2 separate regions of the Mus musculus genome follow, and region 1 is linked to region 2. The links are chromatin contacts, called in public HiCAR-type maps. All regions are on one chromosome and are shown on one strand. The core of a region is the stretch at or near the end of the contact, and the rest is flanking DNA. Distances in the headings are between cores, read along the strand shown. Region 1 overlaps Gng12 (guanine nucleotide binding protein (G protein), gamma 12). Region 2 holds the start of Gng12 (guanine nucleotide binding protein (G protein), gamma 12).

Region 1 (2,700 bases), core at 99-2,598, 36 kb after region 2:
TAACAATCTGTAAGCCTAGGCTAGGCAGGTTCTGAGCTGTTCTAATCCTCTAGGGCTGTTTTTCAGCCACATGGTTCTTGACCTTCAATCTGAGTCTGCCCCTGGTTTGCTCTGCTCCATGTGTGTCCTCATGATGAATCCCTTGGCAACCTGCTTTGTTAAGACTCCTCTTAGACCCTCTGCCTTATGGCCACCTCTTGGTCTCTCCACTGGGTCTCTCTCTTTTTTCTTCATGATCCTTCCTCTCCTTCTCCATGGGACCCCTGGCTGGGATCACAGTCCAGCCTTCCTATCTCCTCTGCCCAGCCATAGGCTGACCAGCTTCTTATCAACCAGTCCGATACTTACACAACACTGGTATAGCAGATGGTTCCATAATCATAACGGTGCTAGCTAGTGTCATTAGATCTCTGGACACAGGAATCAGCATTTGAATATACAGTGTATAAGACTCACTCGCAACACAGTATCTTGTTTGGGGGCCAGCAAAATGGCTAAGTGGGCAAAGGCACTTTCTGCCATGTCTGGTGTGAGTTTGATTCTCAGAACCTATGTGGTCCCTCAAGTTGTTCCTGACCTCCACATGCATGCTAGGGCATGAGTGTACCTCTTCACCACAATAAATAAATACAATAAACATTTTTTTAAAAGAATGCCTTGTTTTTAAGAAAGAATCCCAAAGTCTCACCTTTAAAAGCTCCAGAAAGATTATGCTTTAAGAAGTAGACAGGTGAGGGGCTAGAGAGATGGTTCAGTGGTTAAGACTACGGGCTGCTCTGGCAGAGGACTCAGGTTCACTTCCCGGCATGTACATGGCAGCTCACAACTGCCTACAACTCACGTTCTAGGGGATCCAACACCTTCACACAGACGTACATCCGGGCAAAACACCAATGCACATAAAAATAAAAAGAAAGAGGAAGAGATGAACCAGGTGGTTGTCATAGACCTGTGTTCTGTTACAGACCCAGCACTCAGGACACTGGCTCAGGTAGATTTCAAGTACTAGGCAAGCCTGAGCTGTAGAGACCCCGTCTTACAGCAAACATAAAGGATAGGGAAGAGCAGCTGGTGAGATGGTTCACCAAGTACAGTACTTGCTGAACTCCCAGACTTCCACAGCCCCCACCTCACAACAAAAATAAATAAAATGTAAAACGAAAACCAATTGAAAAAAGAAAAGCCAGTTGGCACTTGCTCTAACTTGTTGGAGCTGACTGAGCCGCCTTAGTGAGGCAAACAAAGGGAGGTGAAAGTATGATGGGAAATAGTGGTCTCTGTGGGGTTCCCTTCTCTACTACCCCGACAGATGCCAGGGTAGAGTGGCTGTCCCTAGAGCTAACACTGCCTACTTAGTGTGTTCTCATCAATGGAACTCATTCATGAAGAAGAAACACTGCCCCTCTGAAAGGCACCGATATCAGCCAAGCTGCCTGAACCCAAAAGGACCCACTTGGGAAGGGTTTGTGCTTGTTTCTAAAACTCCCTCTCCCAGGAGTTTTCTTAATGTTCTACAGTGTTTTCTTAATGTTCTACAGTGTTTTCAGTGGCTGTTGGCCCCAAACTTCATTGAACCAAGCAACAAAAGTAGTGGAGCAACCCACTTGGCACTGAGATCAGAGCCAGCAGTATTTAGAAGTAGCTGGAAGAAGCTGTGCTCCTCACCACGATAGGGCAAATAGGATGTAATGTTAAAGTAGCAAAGCCTGAAGGCCTTAAGAGACAGGGGACTGAAGAACAGCAGTTGCCTACCAAACATTTCCACTATAGCCATGATATTTTCTATTGAACTCATATAACTTCTTTGCAAGTCAACATGGCATTATTTATTTATTTATTTATGTGGTTTCTTTGTTTGTTTGTTTGTCATTTTTGGAAATGAGAAACATTTTCCTAGTACTAACTAAAACTCAGTTCAACAGAAAATATTTCTGGCCAATTTATAGTACCTGTGGGAGATGGGAAGATGCTTCAGTGGGCAGCGTGCTTGCTGTGCAAGCCTGAGGACCTGAGTTTCCAAACTCCAGCAGCCATGTAAAAGCCAGGCAAAGCAGCACTGGTGGTGGAGGCAGGTGGACCCCAGAGCTTGGTGGCCAGTCTAGCCAAATCAGTAAACTTGAGGTTTAGGCTGGAAATTGATTGAAGAAGACACCTGTTCTCAGCATCTCAGGCCACATGCATGCGCCCATATTCGAGCATGTGTGCTTGCTTGCGCTCAAGTTCTCTCTCTCTCTCTCTCTCTCTCTCTCTCTCCCTCTCTCTCTCTCTCTTTCCCTCCCTCCCTCCCTCCCCACATGCATATAAACTAAATACAGTTTTTATTAGATACTTATTCTTGTCAGGCTTCATTTCAGGCCCTGGGGTACATCATTAAACATACAGTCTGTTTGCTCATGGAGTTTTCATTTCAGTGAGAGAGAGGCATGTAAGTCAATAGCTAGAAAGGAGAGCATCAGAAGTTACACTGACATAGCAAAGCAATGTGGAGGAGGGCTCTTCTGAAGAAACCTGGAGGACCAGAAGAAACCAGATAGGCAGGAGTAGGTGTCTGCTTATGGTCCCAGTAGAAAAGTGAATATACTTGAAGGCCTCAAGACTGGAGCTTGCTAGTGATATTTGAAGAGAAGCCAAGTCTATGTAACTGGATAGAGGGCTAGGCCAAGGGGGCCTGGTGGCCAAGGGATGATCTTCAATGAGTAT
Region 2 (2,700 bases), core at 104-2,603:
TATAATGATCCAGAGGTGGAAATCACAACCATAATAGTCCATTCTTGTGTCTGGCCATTCTGTTTAGGGTGCATCTTCAAACTGTCACGATCTGAATCAGCCAAGTGTTTCCTAACACTGTAGAAAGTAGGAAATAAAAGGCAGGCTGTGGTTTGTACCTCAACAAGAACATCCTCTGGAGGCTGCTCAGACCACACTGGCCAAGCAAGGCATTCTTGAGTAAGAGTGCAAACAGGAGTGAATTTAAAGCCTTCAGTGGGATTCAGTACCTAGATCCCAGCATCCCCAAGACCCACTCAACAGTGCATCCTCATCCAATGCTAGTACTTATTTATTTCTGTTTGATCTTTTAAATAATATATTTTATTTATTCTTTGACAATTTCATACAGGTATCCTGATCACACCCAACTTCCCCTCCTACTCTGCCACCCCCAACCCCCAACATGTTTCCCTCCCACCGTCCTTCCTTCCCCTTCCTTCCTTCCTTCCTTCCTTCCTTCCTTCCTTCCTTCCTTCCTTCCTTCCTTCCTTCCTTCCTTCCCTCCCTCCCTCCCTCCCTCCCTCCCTCCCTCCCTCCCTCCCTCCCTCCCTTCCTTGGCACTGAGTCCAATTACTGACCCCTGCTCTCACCCAATAGTAGCATCATTTTAAAAAGAGATCACGATGATTATTAGTGACTCACACCTTGGAGTACTCTAGCCAACTGCTGAGTGTTACCATTTCTGTACATCCATCTCTACAGGACTTAAGCAAGTCCCCCTCAGGTTGATGGTATCTCCTATCACATTTAGCATAATGCTTGACCCCACACAACAGGTGCTTCGTTTTGTTGAATGGCTGTAAGCAGCTTTTGTGGAAGCAAAACTAGCCCTTCAACCTGCCAAACTCTAAATGCTTACAAAACAAAACAAAACAAAACAAAACAAAAAAACAACCTGTCCAATTAATTTATTATGCAGTACTCTGTCCGGTCTGGGACATTCAATAATCTGGCTTTACCTCCATTTCTGGGAAACAACCTCCCTGTTGCCCCAGAGTCCTTTAAATATGACGGTGGCCGTTTCCTCAGACCTTTCTGGATCAGAGCCCCACTTTTGTGTGGGGTTTGGCAGAGCTCATCTTCGCAGCCTGGGGACTGCGGTGTGTGGTCCTGGTGGTGATGTATGGTGGTGGCCTCGCGTGGTTGCCCGGGCCCACCGCACCGCAGCGAGCTGCACCAACCCAGCCGCGGGCACGCGTGTCCTGACCCCCGACGGCCGCAGTTGGGCGCGGCGACCACGTCCCATGCCCGTGGGCCAGAGCGGAGGGGGTGGCGGCGACAGCCCCGCCCACCGGGCCGTGCGCCCCGCCCACGCGCGAGGGGAGGAGCTGGAGCGGAGTAGGGAGGAGAGGTCGGGCGGTCCCGGGAGCGCGGAGAGCCGGACTCCCAGGCGGCGGCAGCAGCGGCGGCGGCGGCGACGACGGCGAAGAGTGAGTGCCAAGGTAGCGCCGGGACCGGACGGGGCGGGGCGGTCGCCGCTACTTCGGGGCCGCCTGTGGGTCCCGCGGGCTGGCAGCGGGCTGGAGCTAGGGAGCGGAGGAAGGAAGCGCGTGCTGCGGGCGCTCTGGGCCGCGGAAGGGGAGTGGGAGCGAGGCCAGCCGGGGCCCACAGACGCGAGAGCCCGCTGGGGCGCGAGTGGCCCCTGAGGCTGGGTCTCCGTAGCTGCCTCGCTCGGCCTCGCCCCGCCGGAGGAAGGCCCGGGAAAAGCCGCCAGGTCGCGGTGGTGCGGGAGGAGCCGGTCGGAGCCGCCACGCACGCCCCTCCTCCGATCTCTAGACGCGCGTGGGTTGGCAGCCTCGGTACTGGGTCTTCACAGGGGGGTGGCGGCGGGTAAGGAGCTGATCGTGGAGAGAATTCGGGTGACACTTCACGAGGGACCCTGCGGCGGTGACTGGAACAGGAAGGTCGGAGTTCAAACTTGAGCCTTGTGTGCTTTTTTTATATTTTTTTTTAAATGTAGCGCCTGAAGCTTAGCCCGTGGGTTTAAAAAACTCCTCTTTATTTTAGTTAGGGCCTGTCAATTAAACTTCATTTTAAGACGCCATTGCTAGTGTCTCCTGACACTCGTTTATCCTTTTAAGTCTGTGGATGCCTTGTAAACTTGACTTAACTTTCACAAAGGGAGCCGTGATTCTTGTTAAACTTTAAGCAACTGGAAATCAGCTGGAAGGATCTGCCGAGGCCTGTGGTCTCGTGGTCCTCCTGTGCGGGCGTGGCTGTGCACAAACAAGTGGGTAGGAAAGGACGCAGCCCCACGCTTGAGCTGGAGGGGAGATCTGTGCCCATGTGCCAGGGCACGTTTAAACGCAGCTCCAAGTGGAAACACTGGGGATGTCTTAGGCCTTGTTGGACGGACTTCACATGATTCGTCTCATTCCGGTCAGTTATTTCCTCTCCCCACTGCTCTTTAGACACTGTTTATATTTCCTGGGGCGATCGTAGCGTCTCCTGAATAGATTGTCTATAATGAATCTTTTGGATGTTGTCAGAGCCAGGCTCTGTGTCTGTGTGTTCTCAATGTTTAAAGCAATAGCTTGGCTGTGTTTTGAGAGTGCTGGTCACCCTGCTGCACCATTGCTTGGCACTTCAAACCATGGATGTAAATTACCTCCGGATTCCAGCCCTTCCCCAGGGAAGCTGGGAAAGCAGTCACTGGAG

Evidence for each region. HiCAR-type assays count read pairs that join an accessible place to other places.
Region 1: a HiCAR-type map of astrocytes shows a contact between it and region 2, with 5 times the contacts expected there. The contact joins the enhancer-like site here to the promoter of Gng12 in region 2. A contact is called at or near these places in 10 of 39 promoter capture datasets (the 3T3-L1 cell line, the HPC-7 cell line, cancer-associated fibroblasts and 5 more), 2 of 15 datasets of contacts at CTCF or cohesin (CD8 T cells and the NIH/3T3 cell line), 36 of 484 Hi-C or Micro-C datasets (the AML12 cell line, CD4 T cells, DN2 thymocytes and 25 more), 12 of 115 datasets of contacts at active chromatin or transcription factors (the HPC-7 cell line, astrocytes, a beta-TC-6 cell line and 7 more) and 2 of 9 other capture datasets (liver and pancreatic islet).

Annotation. Positions count from the first base shown.
Region 1 is chr6:66,931,018-66,933,717 of GRCm38.p6, forward strand. The region is part of intron 2 of Gng12 (guanine nucleotide binding protein (G protein), gamma 12); the gene reads left to right. Among named protein-coding and RNA genes, the nearest start is that of 4930597O21Rik, 8.2 kb to the left of the region's middle. Within about 2 kb of position 1,349, at least 31 of the 459 cell types and tissues checked have an H3K27ac peak or open chromatin away from gene starts, as enhancers often do. A contact at or near this core is called in astrocytes and forebrain, where this site is marked.
Region 2 is chr6:66,895,044-66,897,743 of GRCm38.p6, forward strand. Gng12 (guanine nucleotide binding protein (G protein), gamma 12) reads left to right here and starts at 1,354. Exons shown (of 5, transcript NM_025278.5): 1 at 1,354-1,484. 4930597O21Rik (a long non-coding RNA gene) reads right to left here. Exons shown (of 3, transcript XR_003956381.1): 2 at 1,002-1,974; 3 at 1-117.